2 separate regions of the Muntiacus reevesi genome follow, and region 1 is linked to region 2. A link is a contact called in public Hi-C data. All regions are on one chromosome and are shown on one strand. The core of a region is the stretch at or near the end of the contact, and the rest is flanking DNA. Distances in the headings are between cores, read along the strand shown. Region 1 holds the start of NMNAT2 (nicotinamide nucleotide adenylyltransferase 2). Region 2 holds the start of DHX9 (DExH-box helicase 9).

Region 1 (5,429 bases), core at 1,412-3,911, 580 kb before region 2:
GCCAACTGATCTTCCCATTAAAAATACCATCAAAGAACTTCCTTGGTGGTCCAGCGGCTAAGACTCCAAGCTCCCATTGCAGAGAGCCTGGGTTAGATCTCTGGTCAGGGAACAAAATCGCAACAAAGACCAAGTGCAGCCAAATAAATAAATATTTTAAAAAACTGGGCTTTTCAAACATCAGTCATCATCATTTAAAAAAAAAATACCACCACTCTCCTGATCTGCTTTTCATCATACCTTTCTAGTATCACTGACACCACCTTATTTCTGGTCCTTAACTAAGCCCACCACACAGATGCACCTTTCTAATACAAAGCTATGAACATGTGATTTCCATTCTAAACAAACGGTCTCAGATTCCCCATTGTCCACTCATTTTAACGATACACTATAGGTCAAAGTATTCAAGATTTTTCTCTATGGGCACCTAATCAAATAGACTTTCCCTGATCACCCTATCTATATAAAACAGCACATCCCTGTCTTACTTTATTTTTCTTGCTAGTACTTATCACCACCTGGTAAACATATTTATCTGTTCCTATGTTTATTTGTTGCAACCTTCCATCAGAAAATACTTTCCCATGTTCACTGTTAATCGTCTACCACTGAATCCTCAGTGCCTAGAATACAGCAATCTCTCAAGACATATTCGTGGGAAGAATGGGTGAATTGAGACATGCTACACACAGCATAGCTGGTCTAGAGTCAGAAGACCTATATTTGAGTTTTTGCTTCCACAAACCAACTGTATGATCCTCAATAATTATAACTTTTGGGGGTTACGCTCTCTTCATCTGTAAAAAGAAGGGGTCAAACTTAATCTATGAAACTGTTAAGTTTTTCCAGCTGCATCACCTTATACTTATGTTTAACTAGACTGAATACTTCCCCCACAGCCCAGTCCTCCTTTCTATGTATCTCTGCTCAGTTTCCTTCATATGGATTCCTCCTTCACAATCCACACTTCTCAGAATACTGTTTATCCTTAAGGTCCAATTTAAGTGCTGTTTTCTCCTTGAAGCCTAGCAAACTGCAAACTCTTTAAGAAGAGGGTGGAGTCTTACCTTCATAGCCTTAGTAGTTAGTACAATGCCTCCCATATAGGTGATCACCAAAATGACTGATGAATCATGTGTATGAATGAGGAAATAAAGGAAGCTTTTCCTGATTCACCCCAACTGCTCCTGTAATCTGCCTTTGGACTCATACACTTGGTATCTTCTATGATCCTTACCATAGTTTACTTGCCTATTATATACTAACTTGCAAATTCCTTAAAACTAAGGACTGTCCTGACAGTTTCCATATCTCTCCTCTACAGCATCTATCATACACCTTCACTGTAGTTGTATTTATTAAGCTTATCTGATATGTTAAACAACAAAGGGATAATAAAAGAGAAAAAGCACCTTGAAATATCCCAATGATTCCACCTACCTACCACGCAGTCATTGGGCATACATGCTGTCAGTTAAACTCAGGCATTCCACCATACTTGAAAGATCTCATCCTTCTCTCCTCTACACACACTGCTTAATAAAACGATTACTACCTTCAAAAGTAGAATAGCTACCCTCATGTAGCACTTAACTATAAACCTTTCTTGCAGGGATCCACTCACACACCAATACTTTCACTTCACTAAATGGCTAAAATGACTTTTCTGCTCATTTCAGACTACTACCCCATCCAATTCCCTCCTCCACGAGGTATGAAACCACTTTTAAAATCATTTTACCATAAGCTTGCAATTCTTAGTTCTGCTACTAAAAGACAAAATGACCTGTTTCAGGGTTGTCCTTCCCCTTTTCTACGCAGTGGCAACTCCCCACTAAGTTCTAGGCTCTTAACAATCTTCTTTTCCTGTGCCATCAGGATCTTGACCCCCATTTATCTCTACCTTCAAGTTCTTATTCTGCTTCCATGGAACCTTCCAAGCTGCACAATAGCTGGTGCAATACGCTCTCGACACCATTTACTTGGTTCCAGTCTGCATCTTCCTTCTCCACTGTGTATTAATCTCCCCCTTAACCCTCCCCTGATAAACATCACACTCTCTCACTCTGCACCCATGCGTCACTCTACCTCGACATACAAGTTCTTTACACCACTCTTAATGTATCTACACGACTCTCCGAATGGTATCTTCCGACGGATCCTAACCCAGTTTCTTCTGGGGAATCCAACCCCGGCCGTACTACCTCTCTGTTTCCTCACTTCCTCATCCATTCCCTTCTTTATGCCCCCTACCCCCACCCCACCAACTAACTACAGATGACATTGTTTCTCAGTACTTCCAACCCCAGAACGATGAACAAACTCCAGTTTCCGGCGGCCTCCCCCTCCTTAGGCCTCCCTCCCCGGCCTCCCCACACACCCCAGGTGTGCAGACTTCCACCTGGCCTTTTCCCCAGGCATCGCTCAAGTCAATTCCACAACCACACCACGTCTCCCCGCCACCGGCATCAGACTGCTCCACACATCAGACTCCTCCACACCCACCTCCATTCGGGGTCGCCGCCGCCTCCCCGGGCGCCTCCCCGCCCCGACTCGCCAGCGAGCCCGCGACCCCGGGCGCGCGCACACACACACATTCTCACGCTTCCCTAACCTCCCTCCCCGCACCGAGACCAGCCAGCTCCGCGGGAACTCAGCCCGGCCCGCGGAGGGGGGTAGGCACCCAAGTGTGTGCCCGCTCCGCCCCCTCCCGCCGAGCCTCTCGCAGCCCCCGCCTCCCAGCCGGGAAAAGAGAGGACACAGCAACTCCCCCGCCGCCCCGGACGTACCACCTCTGTGTCTGTTGCTCCATGCCCCCAACCTTCGGCCCGCTCCCCCGCTCCGTACAGGGCCGGCCTCCACACTCACCGGAGATACTGCGCGCTCTGCAGGCTCATCCTCCGCCGCCGCGTCTTCCCGCGAAGCCTCTGCGCGTCTCTCAGGCTCCTCGGAGCGGCCCCGCGGCACCACGGGTGCTGGCGGCCGCCGCCATCTTCCTCTCCTCCGGCTCCTCCTCGCTCGGCGGGGGTGGGGGTGAGTGAGGCGAGGGGGGAGGGAGCGGGGAAAGCTGCTCTCGCTGCTGCTCCGGCCCTTGGGGCGCAGGGACACTCCGACCCGGGAAGGGGGGAGGGAAAGGGAGAAGGGATGGGGGCGGGGGAAAGAGGGACAGCAGAGGAAGGAAGTGCGGGGGGGGGTCTCTCGCGAGATTTCAGCGGCGCCGGTCCCTCCGGGTGATTTCCGCCTCTCTGTAGCGCTCCCTCTTGGGATCAGTTAGCCGTGCGGCGCTTGTGCGGCTGCTGAGTGGCCCACTGGAGGCGCTTGGTGGCTTCCGGCCAACCCACCTCTCTCCTCCCGCGCGAGGGGGCAACCCCAGCCTCACCGGGAACATCGAGCCCAAATCAATCGGGAGTTACACTCAAAGTCTTCCCCCGTCTTTCCACTCCGTCCGATTTCGCTCTTCCTTTTTTCCACTCCTCCACGCTTCCCGACCGGAAACGCCGCCTCTTCCTCTTACAGTTCCGGCCCCCCAGTCCCTCGTCTCTGGTCCACCCTCGCGCTCTAGAGTGACGCTAAGGACCCCCTCCTCTTTTCTGGGGCCCCTCCCTCTGCACGCAGGGACACTATTGTAGGGGTTAGGGTGGAGCCCAGGGATGGAGAGAAAAGAAACCAATCGGATTGGATAAGCAGCTGCCAAGGCAACTGGAAGCTGTAGCTGTATTGTCATAGTAACCAATGTGTGAGGCTGAATGACCCTCCCTTGGCTTAGTGGATTCCCCGAAAAGTGCCTAGGGTTTCCCCTCGGCTTCCCTTCCATCTTAAAGGCCTCCCCCAGGTTGGGAATCCGGATAGTTCTCCTGGGCAGTGAGGTTGATTTTCTCCTCCCTTTCCCTTTCCCGCAGCGATGGGGGAGACCCCGAGGCATTCACCGTGGGCTTTTCCACCCGCCTGCGGGCGGGAACCGCCTCCATAGTTTTCCTCTCCGTGACGGACGCGGGGAGGGCCGGGCCTATGAAGAAGATGCCGGGCCTGAAGGCTGGTGGGCGGCGGGCTGGAGCCGACTGGGCGAGGCGGCGGCGCTAGGCTGCGAGGCGGGCCAGGGGTTTCCCCATCACCGGGAGGGCTCTGGGAGGCGGGGTCCCGCCAGGACGGGGTCCCTGAGGGAGGAGAACGGCACACGACTGCCGAGATCCCTCTTCTGCCGACTGGGACATCCGACTTTCCCCAGCGGGTCGGCCCCTCACAGAAATCCCCCCAGACCCCACCCCACAATCGCACTCGGCGACGGAGCCTCCTCGGGAGTTCCCCGCGCGGCCTTCACGAGCCATCTCCTGCCACGAGGAGGTCGGAGTGGGGGTGGGAACTCATCTTGGAAGGCTGACAAGTGGTTTTTCCAGCGCTTAGGGCAGGGGACACGGTGCGAAGTTCAGGGCCGCCATCCCTCTGAGAGGCACCCCTCCCCCAGTGGGAGTCCCCGTTGCTTATCAAAAGCAGACGTCCCATTTCCTTGCTCCTCTTCAAATTTCCTTCTTCTCTCGTCTGTCTGCAGTGTTTTAGAACTCGTCACTATGTATCTTTTGGGTTGGAGAGGAACGCATTGGGTAAGATGGTGTCAATAAAACAGATACTTGGGCGAAGTTCCAATAAAAGGTTTCTAGGAAATGGATTTTAATTCTTAGACCCAATCTTTTTGAATGATTATTATGTTTATTTTATCTCAGGTTTGAGGCAAAAAAAAAAAAAAAAAGCACACTAACGAATGGGTTCTTCATAATATGAAGTGTGGTAAGTAGCTGGAGAAGTTGTCATCCTAGTGATTTGAAAGAATTATTTAGCATTTTACAAATTATATTTTCCATTGGTATTATGGAGCTCTCCCAAAGTAATTTAGGATGTGTAACGGATAAACCCCTCCAGGAATGCCGGCCTCATTTCATGGTTAAAATCAGAATTTTAAGGGGCTATTTTCTTTTGACTCGGTTGGGATACCTGATTCTTTAATGCTGGGTGAAGAGGCACTGTCAAAATCCGTTCGAGACCGCACCTCACCTATTAAAAGACTGGACCAATGTTTATGTGTAAGTTTGGAGGAAATGAAAGTGCAAGCTGCTTGAAATTAAGTCCCAAGGACAGATTATCATTAACAAAATAGAAACTGAACTATGCCCCCTTGCGCTGCAAGCGTCTACTGTGATGTGGTGTGACACGCGGTTTGATTGCAGCCTTACAATGCCCCCTATCGTCCCTCCTCCCACCGAGAGGCCGCCCACTCATGGGGAAGAGAGACACCTAGTGAAAGATTGTTCTCATCTCTGCTTTAGAATCCGACTTTTCTTCAACCTGCGAGCCCAAGGATGGAGGTTACTGCTACATAGTACCGAAAATGTGTCTCCTCGGTGGCTCAGCGGTAAAGAATCTGCCTGCCAGTG
Region 2 (5,008 bases), core at 1,852-4,351:
CCTCTTCTTTAAAAGACATTTTATGTAATCTCCTTTTTACAAGGGGCACTTTATGTGTTTTATCTAATTCTCACAACAATGGGAGATATACATGATAGATCCTACTACATCATCATTTACAGGGGAAGAAACTTTGGCATAGAGAGTAACTTCCAAGTTATCCACTGTGGAAGCCTAAGTTCAAACCCAAACTACTACATTAAGAAATGGTTATCAATTATTTTGCATATAAATTCAATACTTTACTCTCATTTGCATTGTCTCCTAGTAGACTGTCCTCAAAGTTGTAGGCAATATATTGTTAGTAAGTCCAAACACATAAATTAATCAGTACTTAAACTAAAAATAATTAATGAACCTAAATATTTTATACCAAATCTTTAGGCCTTGATATTCATTAAAATTTGACAATATTACATCTTCTTGAAGTACAACATATTGCACTTGTTAGCATTCTCCCTCTACTCCCCCTATAAGATAGCAAAAGATATTTAGCCCAAGTCTAAAATCTGAATTTAAATTACTAGCTAAGTATCTGAGACTAAATTTAGAACCAGAGAAAATATACTACGAATTCAATTTTTGCTGTGATGTGAGAAGAAATCCCACTTCAAGCATTAAGTCTGTCTTCTGATAATGTTCAGTGTATTTTGTTAGCACCTAAGTCTTGTGTCATCAAACTGGACCTGGTATAAAGTTTAATTTGTAGTCACAGTCACCCTGTTGTTGTTCAGTTGCTAAGTCATGTCGGACTCTTTTTGACCCAATGGACTGCAGCACACCAGGCAGACAGTCCTCCACTATCTCCTGGAATTTGCTCAAACTCAAATCCATTGAGTCGGTGATACCATCCAACCACCTCATCCTCTGCAGCCCCCTTCTCCTTTTGCCTTTAATCTTTTCCAGCATCCAGGTCTTTTCCAATGAGTCAGTTCTTAGCATCAGATGGCCAAAGTACTGGAGCTTCAACTTCAGCCCTTCCAATAAATATTCATACTTGATTTCCTTTAGGATGCAGTTTGATCTCCTTGCACTCCTAGGGACTCTCAAGAGTCTTCTCCAGCACCACAATCTGAAAGCATCAATTCCTTGGGGCTCTGACAGTAAAGAAGCTGCCTGTAATGCAGGAGACCAGGGTTTAAGCCCTGGGTGGGCAAGATTCCCTGAGGAAGGATATGGCAATCCTCTCTAGGGTTCTTGCCTGGAGAGTTCCATGGACAGAGGAGCCTGGTGGGCTACAGTCAACTGGGTCACAAAGAGTTGGACATGACTGACACACACTCACACACCACGAACACCCACACCCTTCTTTAGGATCCAACTCTCACGTCATCAATTGACCATTGGAAAAACCAAGCCTTGATGATGCGGACCTTTGTCTGCCAACTAAGTTAACCCTGGAGACACACTATTAACGAAAAGCTGTGGAAAACTAAGGATATCTATCTACAAATTCCAATCATGAATAATTAACTTAAGAAACAAGCCCTCAAGGTGAACAAGTAACATGAAATATGAAGGACTACACTATCAAATTCCTTCTTCCCTCGGCAGTCTCATCTAGCTCCATAATATTAAACACCAACTATATCCTAATGATAACCAAATATATACTACAACTTTACAGTCTTTTTAACCTCCAAAACCAAGTTCATCTAACAGACCCATTTGGATGCTACCTTGGCATACTCAGTCAAAACAAAACTTTAAATTTCTTCCCCAAATCTGTTCTTCCCCCCAAACCCAGTTTTCCCATCTCCCCAAATGGCACCACCATCCAACAAGTTACTCACGGTAACTAGGATCTACCCAGTCCCTGAAGATCCTCTAGAGCTATCCCCCGTTATGTGCCAGTCGGTATCCTTAAAGGAGTACCTGTGTGAACTATTTTACTTAACCTTAACACTGTGCAGAAAAGCATTATTATTATTCCCTTTTTACAGCTGAGTAAACTAAGTCAAGAATAACCTGCCCCAAGAGACAGAGCTCCTACCTGGGGGACCCAGAATTTCCAGCCAGGTAGTCCGGATCCACTGCTCATCTACTGCCCACTTCGGCCTCCAAGGCAGTTGTCCCATCTCCCTGCTACCACTCCGCACACCCGGAGTCCGGGAATGACGTCCTCAACGATTCCCACTTCCTGCACTCTAGCCACCCCCGAATCCTTGCTTCTCTTAAATTCTCACTACACTCCAGTCACATGGCCTTCTTTCAGTTTCCAACGCCTGCCCGTTAACACTACCTCCTTCGGCCTCTGCGGTCCTGCCCGCTCCTCCGTCGCTGACGCATCCTCCGCCCCGCGGCCGACAGTTCAAAGGTCTACCTCCTCCCGGACGCCTGCCCTCGCCACCCGATCTCAAGCGGCTCTCTCCCTTGACACTAATTCCTCGCGATCTCTTTACGGAAACCTGCAGACGCCGGTTTTCCGACTGCCTCCCCCCGCCCTCCTCCCGCCACAACCTCTGGAAAGGAAGGGCCGGGACTCTGCCTCACCCCTTTACTCTATCTACAGCGGCCGCAGGACAGTGCCCCCGAGACAACAGCCCGCTCTGTGCGGCTTCAACGACCGAAGGGCCCTAACGCGAGCGTGGCGCCTCGGCGGGCTCAACCCCACAGGACGACTCAACGCCCCCACCCACCCCCGCCTTTTCCTCTGCGGCGAGAGCCGCGCCGCCGCGCTAGGCCGAAGGAGGAAGTGCGGCCTAGCTGTTCCGCAGACCGGGCCGAGAACGGCTGCGAGAACAACTAGGGCAACAACGCGGCCCCCGCCCCCCGCGACCCCACCTGCAGCGCAAGCGCAGCGCGGCGGGCAGCGCGCAGCCCGCAATCCGGGAACCCGGCGGGGCGGCTCCCCACCCCCACCCCAACCCGCCACCGCCCGCGCAGGCGAACAAAGCCCGGCTGCAGAGCCGCGGGGCTCACGCCGGCCCAACGAGAACCACAAGGCCGTCTTCCCCTTACCCTCGTCCGCTTTCCTGGTGCCCGAGAGCACAGCCCTCTTAGGACCGTCCGTAGCACCGGCCTTTAGCGACGGAAACCGGGCGAGCGAACCGCAACTTGCAAGAAAGCGGCTGCGAAATGGCTGCGATCGCGGCGCCAGGGGGCGGGGCCAGCGCTCTGCGCCTGCGCAGAAAGCGAGCTGGGGGCGGGGGCGGCCCAGGGCGCCGCGAGGGAGGGGCGGGGCTGCGGGTACGTAGCGGCCGTTAGCTTCTGGTCGCCTGGGAGATGGGTCCGCCAATGGCGCCCGCAGTCCTAGCCTGGCTTCCTTCTGTAGCAGAGCCACCTCCTGTTTGATCGTTTGGGGGAACTTGGGGGGGCCGGTAGCATTTTAATGCATTAAAATGTCTTGCAGCTTTTGTCATAGGGACCTGTGGTAGGTGAGGTGCCCTTCCAAGACAGAACCGAAATGTTAGGTGGTAAGTTTATAGGGTTTTTGTTATAGTTCCTAAGTCGTGTCCGACTCTGCGATGCCTTGGACGGTAGCCCGCCAAGCTCCTCTGTCCATGGGATTTCCCAGGCCAGAATACTGGAGTGGGTTGCATTTCCTTCTCCCGACCCAGGGATGGAACCGGTGTCTCCTGCATTGCCAGGTGAGTTCTTTGCCTGGTGAGCTACCAGGGAAGACCTCAGAGGCTTGTTAGGATAGTTAAATGAGACTCCATGTGAAGTGGGCTTATTGTGTGTTTCTGACACACAATAGGTGTTCAACAGATACAGCTGTAGTGATTCAAATACTCTTAACAGGAATGTCTCCTGTATGTCAAATGACTCACGATTGGGGGAGGTGAAGAAACAAAGGAGAAAGGCCATTAATCTTGCAACTATCTCCTAGAAAGAGAAGCCTCAGACAGGGATGTGTTAATTTCTTCCTTCCTGCCATCTACAGCTGGACAGGGTTCTGAACAAAGACACTTTAACAGGCAGAGGGGCAGGATTCTCTGAGGCAGGCCATTATGTATGATTATAATAACGAAAGCAACTAAAAGCAAGTCAAATAGTTCCAAAGTGGAGTTCCAAACTGGTTTCTCCCTGCTACCACTGCGGTACGTATCACATACTCACTAAAATGAATAGATTAAAAACTGTAAGGTGGTTTTTGCTCAAATTGGATATCTTTTTGTCTTCAGTCTTTGGAATACTTTGTATTCTTAACTACTGTAGTAGTCACTTAAATTTTTGAACTCTAGTGCTTCCCATAGAGTCAGTAGTACAAAATATTTAAAGTTGGGATTGTTCCAGAGAATCCAGACTAATCAATTATCTGACCCCATCATTCCTACCATCCTTATTTTTCACCTCTTTGACTAAGTTTTTTCTTAACTCTTCTAGCTCACTGTGATTAACCGCTTTAAAACTGTATTTCTCCTATGATTAGAATAACACAGCATTTATTCAATCTTATGTTCCTCATGGGTTTGCTGTCTTCAACTAAAAACAAAACCATTCAGGAAAACACCTTAATGTTTTGTTTCTTTATCCCTTTCAGGGTGTAACCGAGCAACAGCCACGGGAGCTTCCTGGGACAGGCCTTCCCCCAAATCTTCCCCCAAAGCTCCTCTCTGAAGTACCTAGACAATACTGTTTGATGCACATTTCCTGAATTATTTTGCAGATGTAAAAAACCTCCCCTCTCCAGCAAATGGAAGATATTATGACCATGAGTCAGTTGGAGCCTAAGGACCAATTTTTTTTAACCCCTGTGACACCACCCTCACCGTCAGCCAATCAGGGAGTTGTGACAAGCTGATCGCAGACCACCCCCTCCCATCTGGTTTTTAAAAGTGCTTTGCGGAAACCCTTGGGGAGCTCAGGGCTTTTAAGGCATAAGCTTCCTGTCTCCTTGAATGGCTTGGCAATAAACCTTTCTCTGCTGCAAACAACAGTTTATTTGGCCTCACTGTCAGGCACACGAACTTGCATTACAAGGGTACTTAAACCAGCAGGGTTTGGTTTCGTTTTGTTTATTTTATGATAAGGGAAACCCAACTAGCATAAATGAATTACAGGT

The links. A called contact is a pair of places that touch in the nucleus more often than the background predicts.
Region 1: a Hi-C map of muscle shows a contact between it and region 2, with 6 times the contacts expected there. The contact joins the promoter of NMNAT2 here to the promoter of DHX9 in region 2. A contact is called at or near these places in 2 of 3 Hi-C or Micro-C datasets (blood and muscle).

The regions. Positions count from the first base shown.
Region 1 is chr5:109,791,966-109,797,394 of mMunRee1.1, reverse strand. NMNAT2 (nicotinamide nucleotide adenylyltransferase 2) reads left to right here and starts at 2,661. Exons shown (of 15, transcript XM_065936184.1): 1 at 2,661-3,036. SMG7 (SMG7 nonsense mediated mRNA decay factor) reads right to left here and starts at 3,049. Exons shown (of 23, transcript XM_065936182.1): 1 at 2,872-3,049.
Region 2 is chr5:109,217,395-109,222,402 of mMunRee1.1, reverse strand. It overlaps DHX9 (DExH-box helicase 9), which reads right to left and starts at 3,101. Exons shown (of 28, transcript XM_065936171.1): 1 at 2,962-3,101.